Linked DNA regions of Mus musculus: all the other regions are linked to region 5. Evidence: chromatin contacts called from public HiChIP or PLAC-seq, Micro-C and promoter capture Hi-C data. All regions are on one chromosome and are shown on one strand. The core of a region is the stretch at or near the end of the contact, and the rest is flanking DNA. Distances in the headings are between cores, read along the strand shown. Region 1 overlaps Hid1 (HID1 domain containing). Region 2 holds the start of Cd300c (CD300C molecule). Region 3 holds the start of Otop2 (otopetrin 2). Region 4 overlaps Cdr2l (cerebellar degeneration-related protein 2-like). Region 5 holds the start of Slc9a3r1 (solute carrier family 9 (sodium/hydrogen exchanger), member 3 regulator 1).

Region 1 (4,013 bases), core at 622-3,121, 200 kb after region 5:
CAGCTGGGTGTGCACAGCTGGGTATGTACAGCTGGGTATGCACAGCTGAGTGTGTACAGCTGGGTGTGCACAGCTGGGTTGCACAGCTGGGTGTGCACAGCTGGGGTGTATGCTTCAAGTACTCTGTCCCACTGATGACTATGTGGCACCCCCATGTACTCATAAGTGTCCCCATATCCCTCTTGAGTCCCGCACGATCCAGACTTTTCCATCTATCAGGGTGGTCCTCAGACCCTCTTCTCTACCCACTGTCCCAAAGAGCAACCACAGCCACATGTGGCTGGCGACTAAGTGCTCTTGAGCGGTTGATCCAGCTGACGCTGGAAGTATAAGGTACACACTGGATTCAGGGAAGGAAACGTGAGGAAAGGAAATGCAAATGATAGCAATAGCTCTATATACTCATTACAAATTTAAGGCTCACGTTTTTAAATGTACCGAGCTAAATAAAATATATAAGTTCTCTTCCTTTTTGCTTTCAAGAAAGGGTCTTATGTACCATAGGCTAGCCCAGAACTCACTAGTAGCCAAGGATGACCCTAAACTTCTTGATTGATCTGCCTCCACCTCCGGAATGCTGGGATTACAGCCCTGTGCCGCCACACCCAGTTCATCCAGGGCTCCATGCATAGTAGACAAGCACTCTATACACAGAGCTACATTTCAAGCCCCTTACATTATATTTCTACTAAACAATGCGGTTCTAGATGGAAGACCTGAACCTTGGCCCAGGAGCCCCCAGGAAGTTTGGGGCCCTGATAGTAAGGTTCAGAAGACCGAGCTTCAATTATCAGCACACACATGACAAATCACAACTGTCTGTAACTCCTGTCCCAAGGGATCCAACACCCTCACACAGACATACATGCAGTCAAAACACCAGTGTAAACAAAATAAAAATAAATAATTAAAAAATAAATGTATGGCTAAGTTATAGTTTCACGACACCAGGGGGCAGCACATCTCCTCAAATAAAACCATCAGGGCTGGCACAGGGTTCCTAGAACCAGACTAGGAAGGCCAGCCGCCTCTCACCTGTTCTCCGTGGAACAAAAGAACTGAACCCAGGGGTTGGTGCTGCCACTCTCTGGAGATGGGGGCAGGTACATGGCCTCTGAGAAGCACGTGAGCAGTAACTTCAGCAGCTCCATCCTGCAGGAGGGACAGGAAAGGCTACATGAGAACCCCAGTCTCCATCTGGAAGGGGCTGACACATCGACCCACCTCCCTGGCCCAGGCCCATGGGGAAAAAATGACCCCTGTTCCTCCCTGTAAGGCCAAGGATGGATGGTAAGAGGGCTGGGTCTCTGAGCTATGCACAGGCCAGCCCGGTCCAGCTCACCGGTTCATGTCATGGATGTAGTTGGGCTGTGGGGAATGAGCAAAGCCCACACCAGCCTCCCAGATATATTCACAGCTGTCCAGGGAATGGACATCTTCTGCTGAGTCCTAGAAACAGGAAGTAGTAACAGGGGATGAGGGTGTCACAAAACAAATATCGGCGTGAGGCGGGCCCTGACTCCCTAAGCTTCCCAAGCTGCAGCAACGTACCCCGGTGTTCTCCTAAGGTCAGCCCTCCCCTCCCATGCCAGTCTCCTAACGGACAAGGAGAGAAATGGGTGCTGTTGGAGTTCTTTAAAGGCTCGTTTCCCTGCAGTCTTGCATTGATTATTTTACTTGCTGAGCCCAGTCTGAGGCAGGGAGAGGAGGTAGGGAAGGTTGGAGGAGTAGGGGTGTGGCAGACTGAAGGGAGAAAGTATTCCTGGTGGAATGCCAGAGTAAAAAGACAGGCTTCCTGGTTCCAGCCCTGTTCCCCTCCCAGCTCGGGCAGGGAAGACAATAGGTGCTTGTGTGATGCTGCCTAGGAGACAGGCAGGCTGGACACCAGCTGGCTCCTCTCCAACAGTGCAACCCCCTATCCCACCCAGGACACTTATGCTTAGGAGGCCTGCCCTCTGAGCCACCCCTGCACCCTGCACCCTGCACCCTGCACCCTGCACTCGGGAGAACCGTAACTATGCTGGCCCCAGCAGGATCAGAGCCCAGCCTGGGTGTCTCACCACGTCGTTCCTCCGGTGGTTCTGCACAGTGAAGTCTGGGCAGAAGAGCAAATCGGCAATGGCCAGGAGCAAGGACTCAGCCAAGGGACGAGCGTTCTCATCCTCTTCCTCACCCTGCTAAAGATGCAGGCTGCTCAGTGGGGGGCTGGCCAAGGAGAGGTGGCCCCACGGCTTGGGGGTGTCGTGAATATGGGACTGGGTCTCAGCGGGCACATGTAGGTAGACAAAGTGGAGGGAAAGAGGAAGTGACTTCCTGCTCACCCCAAACCTCCCTTTGCCAGAAGAGGGCAGGGCAGAGGCAAACACTGGGCATAATGAGAAATGTCCCACCAGGGGTACTGGACATCTTGGGAATCATGAGGTCTCAACCCTTGGCACTTGACTGAAGATAAAGCCCTGAGTAGATGGGGCCTGGGAGAAGATAGTGTGGTCCTTCTAAAGACATAATGGGCCTATCCCTGCACCCCTGCTCTAGGCCCCTTGGGAGAGAAACCGAAGGCCTGAAAAGTTGGTACTGGCTCCTTCCCCCTCAGTGGTACCCTACCTCTAAGTCCCCATCCCTATACTTCCTAAAAACAGGTGGCCCTGCCAGGATCCTCCAACCCCCCCTTGGCCAGGCCCACAGACCCCTCCACGCCCTGCCCCGGGCACTGTGGACCAGAAGAAGCCCCTCCAGTCGGGGTCCTCGAAGATGTAAGGCAGCACTCGGGTGAGTAGCCGGCTGCAGTTCAGGACGACCTGTTTCTCCTTCTCAGAGTGGCAGCCACCCTCTGCTCCTTGCACCAGCTTCTCCACAGCCTGTGGGGACAGACAGCAAGGGAGGAAGGAGCATGTGAAGGAGCCCTTTGGGTTCAGGCCACCCAAGCTGGAGAGGTCAGCTAGCTCAGGAAGGTTGTGACCTGGGAAAAAAACAGCCCAGAGCATCAGGAGAGCAGAGGCCAGTCCACTGGATGGCCAAGACCTCATCTGTGGTACCCCTCTCATACAGAGTGTGTCCCCACACTTGGGTACAACTTACTTTCTTCTGAGAGCCTCTTTCTCTCCTAATCCTTCTGTTTAATACTATATTAAAGTGCCCTTTTTAAAGGTTAAAACAAGAGAAAAAGACCAGGGCTGGAAGAGTGGCTCTGCTGTTAAGAATACATTGTCTACCACATTTGGTAGCCCATATCTTTACTCCCAGCACTAGAAGCCAGAGACAGGTGGATCTCTATGAGATCAAGGCCAACCTGGTCTATATATTAAGTTCTAGGCATCCAGGGCCTCAACAAAATAAAACAAACAACAATAAAACCCAACTTGCTATCCTTGCCAAGGACCTAGAGTTCAACTCCCAGCACCTACGTGGTGTCTCACAACCACCCATAACTCTAGTTCAAGGGGGTCCAATGCCTTCTTTTGCTCTCCATGGTCATCAGGCATGTACACGGAACATATAGATACATGCATGCAAAGCACTCACACACATAAAATAAAATAAATTTAATTTAAAATTTATTTATTTATTTTTGGTTTTTCGAGACAGGGTTTCTCTGAATAGCGCTGGTTGTCCTGTAACTCACTCTGTAGACCAACCTGGCCTTGAACTCAGAAATCTCCCTGCCTCTGCCTCCCAAGTGCTGGGATTAAAGGAGTGTGCCACCACTACCCGGCAATTTTTTTTAAGACCTCGTTTGTAACAGAGAAACCTCTGTTTGGAGGCTGGAGCACCTCACAGGAAAAGCTAAGTGAGGTGGTGTCTGGAAAGATAAGTTAAAGCTCTGATAAATGGCGGCAGGGGCCATGGTTACTTTTTCCTCACCCCCACCAAGGAGAACTGGAGGCAAAGAGGCTAGACCTCTAGAACCTGTGGGTGAGATGTGAGTACTTTGTTCTGCGTGGACTAGGCCATTCGGCCTCTCTGGGAAGGATGGGGACAGCTGTGAGGAGCCAGACAGCTCATACCTTGTAGCA
Region 2 (3,957 bases), core at 767-3,266, 200 kb before region 5:
GGAGGAGGAGGAGGAGGAGGAGGAGGAGGAAAAGAAAAAGAAAACCTGGGATTAACAGAGAGGATGGGCCCTTTCCTTCAGCCCCTGTCACTACCTCAATCCTTAAACTGATGCACTGATTTGGTTTCTGTGAACAAGGGAGGCTCCATTAGAGGAGAATCAACTACAAACATGGAGAATATTGGAGAGCAAAGTAGCTGAAAGCCTGTCTTCCATCCTGCTTGACCCTCAGCCCTAAGAAGAGGAACCTTGGAGGGATTCTCTGAGTCTCTTCCAGCAGTTAATGGTTCCTTGGAGAAGGGACACAGGGGATCTTGGAGGGGGTAAGTGGGTTCCTCGGGGCACTGAGAAACCCCATAGACTGCCTAGGCTCCTCCTTGTGTCTCTGGTGGTCCCTCAGAAGTCCCAGAACCAGTGATGAAGCTGGTACCCAGAAGGGAAGTCGGGGTACCCAGGTCAGAGCCACCTTTGAGAGAGGGGAGCTGATGAGCTAGGGTATCATTCATCTATGGAGAATGGAGACAGGGCCAGAGACCTGGGAATGTGTACTTGAGTCTTAACAGGACAGGAAGTCACAAAGAGCCAGTGATGTGATTCAGAGCCTGTTTCTAGAAAGTTTCAGGCCTGAGCCTGTCCCATGGTGCACAGAGAATCCCCACCAGGGGCTGATGAGATGGCTCAGGGGGGAAAGGCCCTGCTTACCAAGCCTGATGACTTGAGTTTGACCCACAAGGTGGAAACAGAGAATTGACACTCAGAAGTTCTCTGTTCACTCACACACTCCAAGGGAAGTCCCCTAGAAACAAATACATGAACACACAAACAAATAAATAAAATAACACAGTCGTTTCTAAGGACACAGGTCCCCACTGTGCCTGTGTGCGCACACACATGTACTGGTGCACATATAGTATCACACGTACCACACATGCTCTCATGGAGGCGCGTGTGCACTCACACTCCCTGTCCTGAATCTCTCACTAGCCAAGCTCAGCATGCTGAGGTTCCTGGCTTCCTTCTTCCATGAGGGAATGGCAGGCCTGGACTCAGGCTGCCCTGGCAGGAAGGAGGCTTACCTGGGACCACGAACACCTCAACCTTGAAGGACTTATCGATCTGTAAGTAGGCATCATAAAAGAATCCTATATCCACCATACACATGTAGGTGCCTGCATCCTCCAGGGTGAGGTTCTCCAAGGTCACTGTGAAGGTGAGGTTGTCTGGATGGTCCCTGATGGACACTCGGCCATTCCTAGCTTCTTCTGAGGCACTGGTCTTGACAATATCTTTACACAGTACATTAGATTTCCATTTGCACCAGATTTTTTTTTTAGTTTTCAATTTCTTCTCATACTGACAGGACACACTGAGTGACTCCCCCACAGTGCCTGTGACAGTGCTGGGACCACGCACAGGGAAATGGCCTGGAAAACACAGACCTCAATTCTGCACCCTGACCGCTGGGGAGTAGGAAGTCTTCCCTTGCGTCAGGTCTTAGAAAACCCTCTGGTCTTGAGGAAACCATGAGAAAGGAGACAGGCTTTGTCAGATCAGGAGTCAGGACTGAGGTCATAGAGAGATTATAAAATAAATAGAGATTATGCGGTTATGGCACTGACTGTCACAGGTGACCCTCCCAGTTGTCCTGAATCTGCCTCAGGTGTGGTAGACATGACTGTATTGTGCACAGAAACCTGGCAGCCCCTGGGGAGCAGATGCTGATGGTCCTGGACCCCACCCAACCCCACCCTTCCTGCTTCTCTCTAGACCCCTCTGCCTGTGCTGACTTCTCTCTCTGTCCCTCTCTCCCACCTCCCATAGATTTCCCCTTTCAAGTAAACCCAATACACCTACCTCCATGCATATCTGAAACCAAGGAGAGTAGCACAGCTGAAGGCAGCCACAATCTTATTACTCTGGGATTCATTTCTTCAGCTCAGCTGTCTCCTGCACCCACACCAGGGCCAAGAGAGGAGAAGGACATGTCTCCTTCTAGACAGTAGAATGCCCTCTTGCCTAGTTCTCCTTTCTGTCTTCTGCTTCCTGGTCCCTGGCTCTCACTTCAGGCTCCAGATGAACAGGTGCAGGAAGGGCTCTGTTGATGTTCCAGGCCTCAGAGGCTTTGGTTCCTACCACACCCAACAAGTGGGGAAACCCACGGCTGGGGACTGAGGATGCCATCTGTCCCCTAGCCTTTACCCAAGGGCTTCCACCCTCCTGCCAGAGGCCTGGGGAGCATTTCTGTTTCTGGTCAGGTTGACCACCCTCTGTGACAAGCCCCTTCCTGAGTGGATTGGAAAGCTGCCATTCTGTTGCTCTAACTGTGTGATCACAGAGCAATCACCTCCTTCCAAATATCAGATTATAGGGCACTCTTAGTCCTTGGGGTGTCTAGGACCATTTCCGGGTTCACACTGCTGGTCAAGGTCATGCTGTGACCTGATCCCTTAATCAGAGTTTATCTGGGTGCTGTGTCCCCACAAAGAGTACAGACCTGTAGGTCACAGCTTTCACTTCTCTTGTCTTATTCTGTTTGGTTTGTTGTTTTTCTGTGGCAGAATCGCTATCCTAGGCTGGCGTCTATGTAGGTAAGGAGGACCTTGAACTGATCCTCCTACCTCCAGCTCCTGAGTCCAGCAGTTTAAGGTGTTTGTCACCACAGCCCATCCATGCTGTGCTCAGGATTGAACCCAGGGCTCTACGCATGCCAGACAAGCTCTCTGCCGACTAAGATGCATCCACAGCCCTGATTATTTGAGACAGTATCTCACACTGCAGCCCCACCTGGGCTCGAATGCAGTATTTAGCTGAAGCTAACCTTGAACTCAGAAATCTCCCATCCCTTGAGTGCCAGGCCTTGATGGGAGCCCCCATGCATGGCAGCTCTGCCTTCTTGAGTCTCCTGGCCCCATACCTAGACATGGGCATAATTTGAGGTAGGTGCTGTGTGGTAGAATGAAAGAATGACCTCAGATCTCTCCTTTCTGATGACTCAGTTTCCCAATGTTGGCCATCCACTTCCCTTTCATGTTGGGGAAGAAGGGAAAAGGGGGAGTCTGAGAGCCTGGTGAGCCACCTGGCCATAGAGGTACCTACACCCCTCTGATCTACAGCCATATCTGCAGGCTGTGGTGACATTTTGAGGGGACCTTTACACTTATGGTTTGCTGGGTTTGGACTCTCCTGGGTTCATTCCTGAGAACAATCCTTATTCCACTCACTTCCAATCCCCATTGACACAGAATGCAGATGTTCTCCCTACTAACACAGAATGCAGATGTTCTCTCACTGTATCATTTTCTTGCCTCTCACTGATTGACCATCAGGGTATCTGCCTGCATTTTTCTATGTCCACTGTTTCTTTTTGCTCTACAGAATATCAAATCAACAAGAGCTCAGAAACCACTTATTGTATTCACTGAAGGACTCTAAGGCATGGTCACTGCTTGCTATCTGTACCTTATCACTGTTCTATTGCTGTGAGGAGACACCATGACTACAGCAGCTAGTATAAGAGAAAACATTTAACCAGGGCTGGCTTGCACTTTCAGAGGCTTGGTTCATTGTTATCATGGTCAGCATGGTGGCAAACATGGCAGGTATGGTCCTGGAGACAGCAGAGTGACATCCTGATTTTCAGGCAGACAAAGAAAGGCAGAGAGAGGTGAGAAAGAGAGGAGAGATGACAGATGAGCGGGAGGAGAGAGAGAGAGAGAGAGAGAGAGAGAGAGAGAGAGAGAGAGAGAGAGAGAGAGACTGAGAGAGTCAGACGGAGAGAATGATCAGTGAAGAGAGAGAATTGATCAATGATCAATTGGGTGAGCTTTTTGAAACCTCTAAGCCCACCTCCAGTAATACACTTCCTCCACAAAGGCCACACCTCCTCATCCTTCAAAACCTATCAAGCAGTTCCCCTCTCTGATAGCAAAGCTTTTGAAAATATGAGCAGGGGTTAGG
Region 3 (4,545 bases), core at 1,760-4,259, 160 kb after region 5:
GAAGTAACAACAAAATAATTTTATGGTTGGTGATCAACATGGGGAAACTGTATTAAAGAGTCTTAGCATTTAAAGGGTCGTAGCGTTAGGAAGATTGAAAACCACTACCCTAAAATAAACCCATGGGGCTGAGACCTAGATTTCCAGACCAGCAGGCTTGAGTCAACAGATGCTTCAGGATTACCAAAAACTCTGTGTGTGTGTGTGTGTGTGAGAGAGAGAGAGAGAGAGAGAGAGAGAGAGAGAGAGAGAGAGAGAGAGAGAGACAGAGAGACAGAGAGACAGAGAGACAGAAAGACTGAGAGAGCTAACCCACAAAGGGGCGGGGCTACCTAGGAGGCGGGGTGGGGCGGGCCTTCCCCTAGAGAACTGAGGCTGGGAATCTCAGGGGATAAATATTTGATGCGCTGAGAGAAAGGAGTGAATTATTCATGGGCCCTGCGGGGAGCTGGCCCAGAGTGGTGGTGGGCCAGGCCTGAGTCTGGGTCTCTAGGCAGGTGCGGTGGCCTGTGAAGCCACATGTTACAGGGTGACTGTGTCAGAGAACTAGAGGGTGGTGTGTGTGTGTGTACGTTAGGCTTAAGCCTGGGAGAACGTGAGAGGGTGCGCGCTGGTACACAGTGGGCACCGCCATGTCTGCAGGGAGCGGGGCCAGGCCTGGCAATGCCAGTGTTAGAGCAGGTGTCGGGTCTTGGCCTGAGCCAGAAGGGGACTGTGGGGACAGCCAGAACTAGAGAGGAAGAGGGCGGCGACCTGGCCACGCTGCTCTCCCTAGTTCAGGCTGCCCTACGGAGCTTTGCCCCCTCCCTCTCTAATGCCCTCCACATCTGACTCCAGCCCACCCAACTCTGCTGGCTTCCGTGGGAATCTTGCCTCTCTCGGGGTTTAGCACGGGGCCCTGCCCCACACCAATGAGGCCACAAGGCCAGCTCAGGTCTGGGGGAAGAATCACTCCCTTATCTCAACACCGCCCCTCCCCGCAGCTTCCCCCTCTGATTACCAAGTCTCTAGAACCTCAGAGCTTTGGACAGCTCTCTTTCCTTCCATACCTCCCTCCTTGCTCCTGCACGAGACTCCCATGAGCCTCTATGATGGAAGGGGCAGGGGATATAGTAGCAGTGTTTGCCCTCCTGGAGTAGGGCTCTGTCTCAGCTGTACCATTCCACACTGTCCCCACATGCTGCTAGACCGAAGGAGCAGACACAGAAGAAGAGGGGACCATGTCCCTACATATCCAGGGTCCCCTCCAATTCCATGATCAGCACAATCCCTGCCTCTGACCTTGACCCCTAGATAGAGCCTGAGACGTTCACATGAGACCTCTTGAGACATCCTTTTCCTGTCTAGGCCACACCAGTCCTACTAAACTGTTGGTGGGTAGGATATTTCCAGTAATGTGATTTAGTCCCCTTCCCCCACCCCAAACCACTTTAGTGACCCTGAATCTACGTTGCCTGACTCCTCCTCCAGACCCCTGGACTCTGTGCCCACCCTCCCTCCCAGGACAACGCCAGAGAGAGGATGGGGTGGAGGGCAGATGTCCTTTCTACACACTACAGTTCCCCACTCCTGAGTCCTGCAGAGGGGGAGGGATACAGAGAGTTAATCAGTGGCGGAACCAGTGACATTTGGTAGTGTGGACAGTGCCTGTAAACCCCAGAAGAGTGATAGGAAGGCACAGGTCAGGGTGAAGCCCGGTCCGTGGGAGCTAGCGGAGTTGTAGGGACAGCCTTTCTGGCTGCTAGACTGGGAAGTAGGCAGCGAAGGTCTTTCCTTCCTGGCCTCCCCAGTTCAAGGCCCCTGGAGATTTCCCAGCCTTCTCTCTGGTTCCCACCTACCTTTCACTCTTGCTTCCAGGCACCCTCCCCCCCCCAAAGTGTCTGATTTTTGAATACCTCTGCAGCCCCCATCCCATAATCATGGGTCCGATCCCCAAATCGAAGTTCCTCTCCTCTAATCCCTGCATCCAGTCCACAACTGTCACAAGCTCAGTTTATGTCCCTTCCACCTGTGTCTCTCTAAGTACAGCAGGCTGCACGGCCCCACCTTAGGGTCTGTCCGTAGGGGGAAAGGGCAGCTCAGGCAAGAGGGTAAGTGATGCCATGAGGTTTGGGACACCGGGTTCCAGGAAGTTCTTCCTGGTTTTCCTGGCTAGGCAGAGGGCATACTCACCCGCGGCTCACAATGAGGCGCAGAGACTCCAGGTTGCCATGGTAGGCAGCCCAGAGAGTCGGGGTCATGCCATCCTCGTCAGGGGCATTCAGCTCCTTCCGGGTGGCCTCCTTGAGGAGTTCCAGATAGCCATCCCTGGCGGCCCGGTGATACTGGTCATTCATGGCGCCCAAGTTGGACGGGACGGGCAAGGGGCACCGAGAATTGTCCCCGGACGGGGAGGACTGCCGGGTTAGGGCTGAGGCATGAGGTTGAGGGAAGGGGCTGGGCTGGGGCCTGGGCCGCCTGCCCCTGCTGCCGCAGATGGTGGATGCGGAGCGCCAGAGCCGCGACTACAGACGACTACAGACTACCGGGACATCTGAGCTGCACACCGGGGAAGGGAGGGGGGAAATCTCTCACTGCCCAGGGAGCCGCCCAGGAGCTTCCCCTGGGTCCTAAACGCCATGCTCTTCAGCACACAGACGTGACTCAAGTGAAATTCAGTTCTCTCGCTCCAAAAGCGCCCACTCTGGCGTTGCAGCCCTTGAAGCCCAATATAGGGACATTTAATACGGCCTAGACAGAACTCCGGGTGCTGGGTTCCCTGATTTCTTCACCAGTCAAAAGGACAGGTGAAAAGCTGACGAATAATGTGTGAGGGTGGGATGGAGAGGCAATTCTGATCTGGAGGACAGTGGGTCCAGAGGAGCAGGAGGACCCACCGCAAGACCTTCATCCGCAAGCAGGGCGCAGCAGTCCTGCGGTCAGCCTACACTCGTGGGGGGGGGGGGGGTGTCAAACAACAGTTCTCCAGCAGGGGGCGCTAGACGACTGCAGCCCGATTGAGGGCACCGCGTGGGAACCAGACTTTGCAGCATCCAACCAGCATCTCTGGGCAGCAGTAGTAGGGATACAGGAAGACCGAATTCGGATCACTCTGAGGGCAGGTGGGAAAAGAGGAACTGTTGTCCCGATCTCGGGACAGCAAGCAAGATCCAAAATTCCGTCCAGTTCCTGAGCTGCGACGGAGTCTAGGTGCAAGCGGGCAACGGGGGTGGGGGTCAGCTCTGCAGTCTTTGGGTGGGTGTGATCTCTGAGCACCAGGTTACAGTGGGCGCTGGGGGGCAGAGGACCCTCTGTGTACGGCAATATGGGGCCGTGCCCGAACCCTGGCAGCACCAGCGCGACAGGGTAAGGGAATCTTAACAGGTAAATATAAATCTCACCTTATCTGGCTTCCCTAAATTCAGCTCGGAGAAAAGATGGATCATGTGAGTGGGACTGAGAGGTTTATGGAGCCGAACTCTTGTGGCTGTAAATCACTCTGCCCTCTCCGGTATAAAGCACCGGTCCAGCCCGGCGTGGGAGAGAGGAGACGCTTGCTGCCCCTTGACCCCCAACTTGGTGTCGGCTCCCGGTGCAGCCAGGTGCGTGTCCCTGGCCAGGGGACTGTCAGATTTGGGGAGTGGGACTTTGTAAAGGATTCAGCCTAGGGCCGCTTCTTCTTCTCTCTGTACAATATTTCCAGGCCAGGTAGGGAAGGTACAGCTTTCAGATTTTCTCGTTTTCCCCAGTGCTTGGTCCAGCACCCTTAGTCCCCACATTCCGGGGTCCCCAAATCCAGGGATCACATGGGAGGAAAGGAGAGCCCCCTGAGTTGACTTAGAATCCTGTCCTTGCCCCCCCCCCGCCCCGACTTCGGACCTCGCAGTGATCCCTTCAACCTCCTCCAGTCGCCCCCACCATGTCGGAGGAACTGGTCCCGCATCCCAATGAGAGCCTGCCGGGGCCTCGGGCCAGCCCCCGTGAGGTGTGGAAAAAGGGCGGCCGCCTGCTGTCGGTGCTGTTGGCTGTCAACGTGCTGCTGCTCGCCTGCACGCTCATCAGCGGCGGTGCCTTCAACAAGGTGGCGGTGTATGACACGGACGTGTTCGCTCTGCTCACCACCATGATGCTGCTGGCCGCGCTATGGATAGTCTTCTACCTCCTCCGCACCGCTCGCTGTCCAGACGCGGTGCCTTACCGGGATGCTCATGCTGGTCCCATCTGGCTCCGAGGTGCCCTGGGAGATAGGGACGAGAGTGGGGTGGACACGCTGGGGAGCTGCAGTCTGGGACTCGTGGAGGACCTGCAGGGTGTGACTTTGGGGTAGTCAGGTGTGCAGTGCCCTGGGAAGGAAGAGCAAACATGGCGGAGGGCTTCCTGCGGGAGGAGGTCCTAGGGGTTAAAGGCCGGTGGAAGGAGCTTCATTGCCTTGTGTAAAGATTGGAGAGATAATCATAGAGAGAGCCTTTGTGAGGGGAAAAGCAGAAGACAATAGCAGCTGGCAAGGTCTGTCTAGAGGCCTTGCCCTTACCTGTACAGGGGGGGGGGCACATAGGATGTCTTTCC
Region 4 (4,538 bases), core at 682-3,181, 230 kb after region 5:
AGCCACTGTGTGGGCGCTGGGAACTAAACCCAACCCCTCTGCAAGAACAAGTGCTCCTAACCACCCAGCCATCTCTCCAGCCCCCACAGCCGGTAGGTGAAACGTGGCCCATACTCCAGTAAACAACTTCCCACCTATGGCTATTCGCCACTGATGATGCACCCGACCTAGTTTGAGGTACTAAGGATTCAGTGACCCTGATCTGCCTCTGCGACCTCACAGCTGCAGTGGACCATGGTGGCAACAGAGCTGTGTGCAAGGACCTGGGGTACAGCTAGGAAAGTGGCCCCGTGGCTAAAGTGCTTGCTGCGCAGGCTTGAGAACCTGAGCTCAGACACCTTTGTAAAATGCAGGGCACAACGATGTGCATTCGGAACCCCAAACTGGGGAGGTGGCGATGTGCAAGTCCCATCCTAGCTGAATCAGCCATTCTTGGGTTCCGGCGGGAGCCTGTCTCAAAAAATCCAAGGCGGATAGCTTGTTGAGGTGTGATGCCCAGAGTCATCCTCTGGCCTCCACATGTACCCACACACGTGTGGACATGCATACAGGTTCACAGATACAAAAGGATCAGAGCTGGCTGAGGAGGAATGGTTGGCTCAGCCTGGGCTGTACAGGAGAAGGGCAGGCCCTTGGATCCGGCAGAACCTTCTCGGACTTTAACACCAGACAGCAAGCTCAAGGTTGTCTGTTTGTCCTTAACTCGATGGCCTCCATCTCTGAGGCTCCCAAGCTGCAGTGAGGAGGTGTCCCTAGCTCCTGAAGACTCTCCACCTTGGTGGGGGAGAGGGGGACGTTGCAATGAGACAGAGATGGCTAAGAGGTTAAGAGTGCTTGTTGATCTGGGCCCAGAGTTTGGTTCCCAGCACTCACAGTGAATGGCTTACAGCTCACAATCACCTAGTTCCAGGATCTCCAACTCCACCTACACACACACACACACACACACACACACACGCACACACACACACGCACGCCTAAAAATCAATCTTAACATATTGGTTGTGAGCCTAGCATTTAGTGGCTGAACCATCTCTCCAGCCCTAACAATTTTTACAGAAAAAATGTCTCCCATGCATATCATTCTATTCCAGGCTGACAGAGACCATTGAGCGCCTGCAGTCCCAGGTCGAAGAGCTACAGGCCCAGGTGGAGCAACTTCGAGGCCTGGAGCAACTTCGGATTCGCCGGGAAAAACGGGAACGCAGGAGAACCATCCATACCTTCCCCTGCCTGAAGGAGCTGTGCACAAGTTCCCGGTAGGCAAGGGCCCTGGTGTGTCATCTTAGAGTCCCGAGAGAGCTGGCTGAGGGATGAAGGAGGAGATGCATGGTGGACAGTGGCTGGGAAGGAGGACCGTTTGGTCCAAGCCCTCAGGATGCTTGCTAAGGACAGCCATTGGTGTTACTAACACAAGCCATTTGCATCCATTTTCCCTACTAGTCAGATGAGAAAAACCTTCTGACCTCGGAGGAGTTAAGCACTGTATTTATACAGGCACGCGCTCAGAATGTGTGCTATGCCTAAATGGATCCCCATCCTAGTTAGGAGAAAGAGATAAAGAGCAAGGTGAGGCTGGCGATGTAGCTCAGTGAAAAACCTGCTTGTCCGACGCTTCACTGTGTCTCCCAGTGCGGAAAAATCCTGGATCAATCTGTATAGGTCATCGTACTCAGACACACTGTGGAGGGATAGTTAGAGGGGTGGAGGGTGACTGAGAGAGGCCAGTGTTTGACCACCTACTGCTGCCTGCCTCCCCCCCCTCCCCCCGCCCCCAGCAGATGTGAGGATGCCTTCCGCCTACACAGTTCCTCTTTGGAGCTGGGTCCTCGGCCGCTGGAACAGGAAAACGAACGGCTGCAGACCTTGGTTGGGGTGCTCCGTTCCCAGGTGAGCCAGGAGCGACAGCGCAAGGAACGAGCGGAACGTGAGTACACGGTGGTGCTCCAGGAGTACACGGAGCTGGAGCGACAGCTGTGTGAGATGGAGGGCTGCCGCCTGCGCGTGCAGGAGCTGGAGGCCGAGTTGCTGGAGCTGCAGCAGATGAAGCAGGCCAAGACCTACCTGCTGGCCCGGGAGGAGCACCTGGCTGAGGCTCTGCTGGCGCCCCTCACTCAGGCCCCTGAGGCCGATGACCCCCAGCCAGGCAGTGGAGATGACTCTAATGCCCAGGATGGTGTCTCCTCGCCTGCCGCTTCCCCCAGCCACGCAGTGCGCAAGAGCTGCAGTGACACGGCGCTCAATGCCATAGTGGCCAAAGACCCAGCCAGCCGCCATGCTGGCAACCTCACGTTGCATGCCAACAGTGTGCGCAGGCGCGGTATGTCTATCCTGCGGGAGGTGGATGAGCAGTACCACGCGCTGCTGGAGAAATACGAGGAGCTACTGAGCAAGTGCCGGCAGCACGGTGCCGGAGTGCGGCACGCGGGGGTGCAGACCTCACGGCCCATCTCCCGGGACAGCTCCTGGAGGGACCTACTGGGGGGCGAAGAGAGCCCGGGAGAGGGCAAGGCGGGTGAGAAGAGCCTAAGCCAGCACGTGGAGGCTGTGGATAAGCGGCTGGAGCAGAGCCAGCCGGAGTACAAGGCACTCTTCAAAGAGATCTTTGCCAGGATCCAGAAGACCAAGGCCGACATCAACGCCACCAAAGTCAAGACACACAGCAGCAAGTGACCCCTCTCTAGGCCTGTCGCCTCCCTCCGCCTCCCGACCAGAGGGGTCCCTCATGCCTGGCTGGCAGCCTCCTGGCAAGTGAGAAAGCCCTTTATGCAGCAATATATCATAGCAGGTGGCTGGGGACACTGCATATTCCCTGCTGGTGGCTCGGCTCACCTGTTCTGCCTCCCTTGGCCACTTTGCTTCAGCTCAAAGGCACAGCTCAGTTTAAAAGCCAAACACACTCCCCACCCCGCCACTGCCACTCCACCACTGTCCCTGGGGGCTTTTCAGCTCCCCCAGCCCTCAGCTTCTGGACCCCAGGCTTCACCCTCAGATTGCTGCCAGTCTTCTGCAAGCCTTTCTAGCTTTGCCCTCCAAAGTTGTTTTTGTTTTTTGGTTTTTTTTTTTTTTTTTTCTGAGAGATTTGCAATGCAAGGCCTCCTGAAGCCTTGTCACAACTGGAAACACTTGAAAGGGGACCTCAGAGCCAGCCATTGCTGGTGTCTGGAGTCTCCCAGACCACTCACTGCTTCTTGCCAGTTATGACTGTCATTCCCTTCGCACCAGCTGTACCACTCCCAGAGGTCTGAGCAGGCCACAGATAGCCCCCACCTTGCAGAGCAGGAAGTTTAGCCAGGCTCGAGTGTATCCCCTCCAGCCCTGGCAAAGGGCTTCTGCTCACCACAGATCTATAGCCAGTCTGAATAGAGGAAGAGAGAACCCCACAACAGCCATACACGGGTAGTGTCCCTTTCCTCTCAGAGCCAAGTTCCATTCCTGGAGTTATCCTCTAGGCATGAAGCCTTCCAGGGGCCGGGATGGTAGGGAGTTTCACCCCTTCCTCCCTCCCCAAGCCTGCAAACCACCTTTGCTTTCATTCCTTTCTCTGCGCCTGCCCCCATCTCAGGGACCATGATGTCTCATCCAGTCCTCTCTTCCTCAGGCCACCCAGGGACAGTTCACATCTGCAGCCTTCAGAATGTCCTGTAGGAGTGTCACCAACCCAGGTCCAAGTGTTCATGCCTGTCCTTCACCAGGGACTGTAGGACCCTTACTTGTTTTGTTTGGTTGGGCTTTGATCTGTTTTTTTGTTTTGCTTTGTTTTGTTTTGTTTTTTTGAGACAGGGATTCTCTGTGTAGCCCTGGCTGGCCTGGAACTCACTCTGTGGACCAGGCTGGTCTCCAACTCAGATCCTCCTGCCTCTGCCTCCCAAGTGCTGGGATTAAAGGTGTGATCTACCACTGCCGGGCCCTCATGTTGCGTTGTGTTCTTAAGTTGAGGAAGAACTGTCTCCTCTTCCACCTTTCTACAGAATGCCTCTTCTTTACCTCCCGCCTCTATGGGGATGACTTTTGAGGCCCCACCTGGGTCAAGGGTTCAGTATTTTAGTCTAAAACTTCAGAAAGTCAAGCATCACTTAAGACATGCCCAGGGCTCCAGCTTGCCCTCAGCAGTCCTTCAGGACTTCTGGTTCCTTCCGCCACCCTTCTCAAGATTCTAGAAATCAAAGGAGCCATACAATCCGGCAGGAGGCAGTGACTGTGGTCTCAGTGCTGGGAGCCCAGGAGGAACCGTCATGCCTTACCTCCTTCTAATGGGTAAAGGGGCTTTCTTATCAAGCATGTCTGACATCCCTGGAGAGGCTACGCTGTTCCAGGTGGCACTGGGATGCCAGTTGGCAGCTGGATCCTTCTGTTCACACGACTTGGAACCTTTTGTCCTTTGGGGCTGGGCACCTCCAGACCCTCTGTGTGTCCCTGTCATCTGGGGATGGGGAGGAATTCAGGCCTGTTCACTTCCCCAGTTCTGTAGCAGCCGATCAGCGTCACCTTTGAAGTATACATGAGAGAAATATATTTACAAATGCTTTATTCTCTTC
Region 5 (4,074 bases), core at 1,377-3,876:
GCTCCAGCTGCTGCTCCTTTGTGTGACCCCCTAGGGGCTAAGAGGAGGCCCAGAGACCCTTGGGGATGCAGTACTCCAACTGCCACACCAACTAGGAGAAGCTGGGGGCTCAGTGGGCAGCCCCTGCCAAGGGAGTAGCCATTACCCTAGGTTCTTTAGCTTCCCTGCATCATGGGAAGGATTAAATACTCATACTTTATCTTAATATACATAAACTAATAACACAAAAGGTACCCGTATGCCCCCCAAAACCAAAATAGGTCGGGACTCGGTGGTCCTTTGCTTTCTGGGACTAAGTTCTAAAAGGCTGGGCCTCTCTCCTAGCAAGAGTGTTACTGCACCAGCATAGCACCAGGGGGCGCCAAAGCACTGCTAGGGTGTGGGAGCTGGTTGTGACCCCATCACCAATCCTCACTAAGGGGGTGAAGGAGACCCCAGACTTCTCCTCTCCCAGCTCCCAGAAAGATAATAAGGGCCCTCATGCAGGGAGCTAGCCCAAAGCCTTGGGCAAGATAAACATGGAGATTGTCCTAAGAGGAATAGCAATTACTAGGTACTGAGTCTGCTTGGCTACCTCTGGCTTTCCCAACCCTCCTTCTGGAAGCGTGCACGGGCTTTTTCTTCAGCACACACGAGCAGTGGGGCACCTGAAAACACTCCTTCCTGATCTCTGGACCTCACATCCCAGGGGATGCCCCGCTCTCCCATGGAACCTCTCTTGTCAACTTTCCACCTGGGTTCCTAGACAACCAGAGGTCAGAGTCTGGAAAAAACTTCCCCTCCCTCCCAATCCCGAGACAAGGTGTACAGCACCACGGATATTTAAGGCAGAGGTCAGAGCCAGATAAAGAACTTGTTGGCTCCTGGAATGGGTGGGAGGCAGAACTGAACAAAGCCATAGGCCAGTTTTTCCCACTAAGCCCCAGCTTGCTCGCTCTCTCTCTCTCTCCCTCTCTCTCTTTAACTTCAGACCAATACTAGGGCAAAATGGTTTTATCTTTTCCTCTTCCGCTAAATCGGGTTGAGAGGGTGGGAAGTTGTCGATTTGGGGGCGGGCTGATGCTATGTGCACAAAACAAGGAAGTATGAGCAAGTCTGGGGTACGGAGAGGGGCAACAAGCCCTGTAGGCCCAAGGCCATGTGTCTCCCAAAGCTCTGATCTGACCCTTAGAAGGAAGGACACTCGGAGGTGTGCAGATCCATGACCAAAGGAAGCTTTACTACATCTATATAGGTTGGGCAGCGAGTGAGGCTCCAAGAAAGTATGCATTACACATATCTGAGGTTACTATATTTGCTTTCAAGGCAGAAATCTTGCTCCCAGAGCAAAGTCAGCACTCTAAACTTGGGTTGATAAGGAAACTCTCTGTGACCTCTCATAGGAAGATCAGGGAGGAGCCTGGGCTCCGGGTTCTCTTCTGGGGCTCTGAGCTGATTGCTGGAGCTCTAGTCACATACATAGCTCTGGGCCTCTGGCATTTCTGTTTTTCCAGAATTAAATTGCAGTATTTTGGAAAATATACTCTGACCGGTTTTTCCCCCTCTGTTTATTCCCAGAAGGAGGATCGTGTTAGAGAGTTTGTTACGTGGCACGTTGTGGGAAACTGTTACCCAATGTCCGAATCATTCCATCTTCACCCATTGGCGTCCTCATAGGTTCAACTTACCCTTAACTGACTACCCTCCCCCACCCCCAGCCTCTGTGGCCACATCTGCGCTGGCAAGAGGGAGCTGGAATGCTTATCTCACAATCCAAGTCATTTTTCTGTTGAACAAAGCCAGTCTTCCATTCCCTCTGAAGTGAATCCTGAGATTGACTACCTAGCTGTCTCACCCGCCCTCTCTCCGTGGCTAAAGGCTACTGCCAAAACTAAGCCCTTTATTTATTATTCATTTATCTGTTCTCAGACAGCCTGTCTTCCAGGTGGGCTGCAAGGAGCCTCAGTCTCTACCAAGCCCTACAAGTTTCTAGAAGGGATCAGAGCCCAAACCTCTGTCTATATGCATGTCCAGGGATAGAGGGGCGGCTCCACAAGAAGAAACTTTGTTATTTAAACAACTCTACTCCGGAGTTATTCTGTTACAGTTACCCTGTTACAGTGTTACTGTGTTACAGAAGACATCCGTCCGGTTCTTAAGTTGGCTCTGGGGAGGGGGAGGAGTGAGTGTGGGGGAGCATGGGGTGGTTTCCCCAGCAACTGTCGCTCCCCTCTCTCGGGCCAAGCTATGCAACAGGCTTTGGCTCAAGGCGGTTAAAGCGTTGAGAATCCTTTACCCAGAGACTAGCTCTTCTAAATCCCCCTCCACAACGTGGAAACCAGAGCGGAGCCCGTGGGGCCTCTGGGCTCAGTACCTGGAACCCCGCCCCAGCCCCGGCCTCGGCCCCGCCCGATCAGCCCAACTCCGCACTTGGTAACAAACACTTCCACTTCCTGGGCTCTCTTTTCTTCTCCCGCTGCGGGGTGCCGCGCCGAGTGCAGGCCACGCCCCACTCTCCTGATTGGTTAGATTTGTTCACCCTGGCGCAAGAGCCCGGTTCGTGATTTCTGATTGGTCTACTGTGATCCACACCCACCGCGCGGCCCCGCCCTCGGGTTTAGGAGCTGGGGCGGGTTCTGGAACGCTCAGACGCCGCGCAGGGCGGGGATTGGCCGGCTCCCTTCCTGTGCGTTCGCAACCGCGGTTCCCGGGACACCTGTTCCCTGTGCCCCGTGCGGTGCTCAGCTCCCAACTCGAGCTCTGCGGCTCGGGGAGAAAGGTCGTGAGTCCCCGGCCTCCGACGGCACCCGCGCTGAGCCTTCGCAGAACAAGATGAGCGCGGACGCAGCGGCCGGGGAGCCTCTGCCCCGGCTCTGCTGCCTGGAGAAGGGTCCAAATGGCTACGGCTTCCACCTGCACGGGGAGAAGGGCAAGGTGGGCCAGTTTATCCGTCTGGTAGAACCTGGCTCGCCGGCCGAGAAGTCGGGGTTGTTGGCTGGAGACCGATTGGTGGAGGTGAACGGTGAGAATGTGGAGAAGGAGACGCATCAGCAGGTGGTGAGCCGCATCCGCGCAGCGCTGAACGCCGTGCGCCTGCTGGTGGTCGACCCGGAGACCGACGAGCGTCTCAAGAAGCTGGGCGTCTCGATCCGGGAAGAGCTGCTGCGCCCCCAGGAGAAGTCCGAACAAGCCGAGCCTCCAGCGGCCGCCGACACTCATGAGGCTGGGGACCAGAATGAGGCCGAAAAGAGCCACTTGGTAAGTGCGGGTTGGGCTTGGTGTAGGACTAGGATTCTAGAGAGACTCGGGCACCCCGGACTTCCAAGCACTTTCTGAAACTCGAGCAGCGAGGAGGAAACGGCTTCTGCCCTCTGTCCCGGAGCCTTCGCAGTTTCTAAGGCGAGCTTCGGAGTGCGACCAGCGACCCCACCGCCCTGTCCGGGCTGGCTGGGGAGCGGAGCTCCTTTGCCGCCTGCATCTCCTGACTGCTTGAACTTTGCGAAGACGGCGCAAAGAAACCCAGTCCCCTTCTCTGCTCCCATTCCTTGGATTCCGCCCCACAACCCGGACTCATTCCTGGGTTATCCTTGCCTACAGCTAAGCTAAGAGCTCTCCCCACCACCCCCCGCATCTCCCTCCCTCCCTCCCTCTTTCTACTCTCTTCTCTTCAGTCCCTGTGGATGGTAGCTCAAAGTGGCTTAAAGGCTGAATAACTAAGGGTCCCTGGGAGGACCCCTTCAGCCCTACCCACATCCTGGGTCCTCTAGTTTGTGCATCATTAACTCACACCGGTTGGACTTCATCCTTCTCAAGACTAAAGTGACTTCTAAGAAAGAGAGGAAGTCTCAACGTCTCGGAGCTAGGGGTGGGGGTGGGGTGCCGGGAGGAGGTGCAGAAGCGTCTTGGGGGTGGTGGCTCTGCCACCCCGGAGGATTTATGGTCCTCTGGAATGTGAGGAGTAAGCGCTCGCTAGCTGGTATCTGGGAGCCTGGTGGGAGGACCTTAGAAGAGGAGGAAAAGGAGAAAGATGGGTGGGGGAGGGAGCAGGAACAGGCCAGGCAGCGTCCTGCAGAGCCGACCCTCGCAGGTGGTCCC

Evidence for each region. Promoter capture Hi-C pulls out the DNA fragments that hold promoters and counts their contacts. Hi-C and Micro-C count contacts between places; a contact is called where the count stands out from the background. HiChIP or PLAC-seq counts read pairs in DNA pulled down with a chosen protein or histone mark.
Region 1: an HNF4G HiChIP or PLAC-seq map of pancreatic cancer cells shows a contact between it and region 5. The contact joins the enhancer-like site here to the promoter of Slc9a3r1 in region 5. A contact is called at or near these places in 16 of 39 promoter capture datasets (the 3T3-L1 cell line, 3T3-L1-derived adipocytes, the C10 cell line and 9 more), 3 of 15 datasets of contacts at CTCF or cohesin (the G1E-ER4 cell line and embryonic stem cells), 64 of 484 Hi-C or Micro-C datasets (the BV-2 cell line, the Ba/F3 cell line, CD8 T cells and 32 more), 20 of 115 datasets of contacts at active chromatin or transcription factors (the HPC-7 cell line, the SCID.adh cell line, T-cell acute lymphoblastic leukemia and 9 more) and 4 of 9 other capture datasets (adipose tissue, embryonic stem cells, liver and 1 more).
Region 2: a promoter capture Hi-C map of neutrophils shows a contact between it and region 5, with 4 times the contacts expected there. The contact joins the promoter of Cd300c here to the promoter of Slc9a3r1 in region 5. A contact is called at or near these places in 1 of 39 promoter capture datasets (neutrophils), 1 of 115 datasets of contacts at active chromatin or transcription factors (pancreatic cancer cells) and 1 of 9 other capture datasets (liver).
Region 3: a Micro-C map of embryonic stem cells shows a contact between it and region 5, with 2.0 times the contacts expected there. The contact joins the promoter of Otop2 here to the promoter of Slc9a3r1 in region 5. A contact is called at or near these places in 9 of 39 promoter capture datasets (the 3T3-L1 cell line, 3T3-L1-derived adipocytes, embryonic stem cells and 3 more), 1 of 15 datasets of contacts at CTCF or cohesin (the NIH/3T3 cell line), 6 of 484 Hi-C or Micro-C datasets (the AtT-20 cell line, the N1E-115 cell line and embryonic stem cells), 11 of 115 datasets of contacts at active chromatin or transcription factors (the SCID.adh cell line, T-cell acute lymphoblastic leukemia, embryonic stem cells and 2 more) and 3 of 9 other capture datasets (adipose tissue, embryonic stem cells and liver).
Region 4: a contact with region 5 is called in an H3K4me3 HiChIP or PLAC-seq map of embryonic stem cells, with 16 read pairs. The contact joins the enhancer-like site here to the promoter of Slc9a3r1 in region 5. A contact is called at or near these places in 11 of 39 promoter capture datasets (the 3T3-L1 cell line, the C10 cell line, the HPC-7 cell line and 7 more), 10 of 484 Hi-C or Micro-C datasets (B cells, CD4 T cells, CD8 T cells and 5 more), 9 of 115 datasets of contacts at active chromatin or transcription factors (CD8 T cells, effector CD8 T cells, embryonic stem cells and 4 more) and 2 of 9 other capture datasets (adipose tissue and liver).

Annotation. Positions count from the first base shown.
Region 1 is chr11:115,357,635-115,361,647 of GRCm38.p6, forward strand. Hid1 (HID1 domain containing) reads right to left here. Exons shown (of 19, transcript NM_001346774.1): 2 at 4,005-4,013; 3 at 2,688-2,858; 4 at 2,061-2,174; 5 at 1,343-1,449; 6 at 1,036-1,152. Among named protein-coding and RNA genes, the nearest start is that of Hid1, 8.1 kb to the right of the region's middle. Within about 2 kb of position 1,872, at least 57 of the 459 cell types and tissues checked have an H3K27ac peak or open chromatin away from gene starts, as enhancers often do. A contact at or near this core is called in CD8 T cells, the HL-1 cell line, the N1E-115 cell line and 8 more, where this site is marked.
Region 2 is chr11:114,958,491-114,962,447 of GRCm38.p6, forward strand. It overlaps Cd300c (CD300C molecule), which reads right to left and starts at 2,017. Exons shown (of 4, transcript NM_001368239.1): 1 at 1,855-2,017; 2 at 1,077-1,424. The coding sequence starts at 1,927.
Region 3 is chr11:115,319,521-115,324,065 of GRCm38.p6, forward strand. Otop2 (otopetrin 2) reads left to right here and starts at 3,010. Exons shown (of 8, transcript NM_001362400.1): 1 at 3,010-3,101; 2 at 3,405-3,581; 3 at 3,866-4,211. The coding sequence starts at 3,899. It overlaps Ush1g (USH1 protein network component sans), which reads right to left and starts at 2,398. Exons shown (of 3, transcript NM_176847.3): 1 at 2,173-2,398. The coding sequence starts at 2,336.
Region 4 is chr11:115,391,565-115,396,102 of GRCm38.p6, forward strand. It overlaps Cdr2l (cerebellar degeneration-related protein 2-like), which reads left to right. Exons shown (of 5, transcript NM_001080929.1): 4 at 1,095-1,259; 5 at 1,782-4,538. The coding sequence ends at 2,673. Among named protein-coding and RNA genes, the nearest start is that of Gm32013, 7.4 kb to the right of the region's middle. Within about 2 kb of position 1,932, at least 19 of the 459 cell types and tissues checked have an H3K27ac peak or open chromatin away from gene starts, as enhancers often do. A contact at or near this core is called in embryonic stem cells, where this site is marked.
Region 5 is chr11:115,160,715-115,164,788 of GRCm38.p6, forward strand. Slc9a3r1 (solute carrier family 9 (sodium/hydrogen exchanger), member 3 regulator 1) reads left to right here and starts at 2,627. Exons shown (of 6, transcript NM_012030.2): 1 at 2,627-3,237. The coding sequence starts at 2,812. It overlaps Rab37 (RAB37, member RAS oncogene family), which reads left to right. Exons shown (of 9, transcript NM_021411.4): 9 at 1-1,526. The coding sequence ends at 26.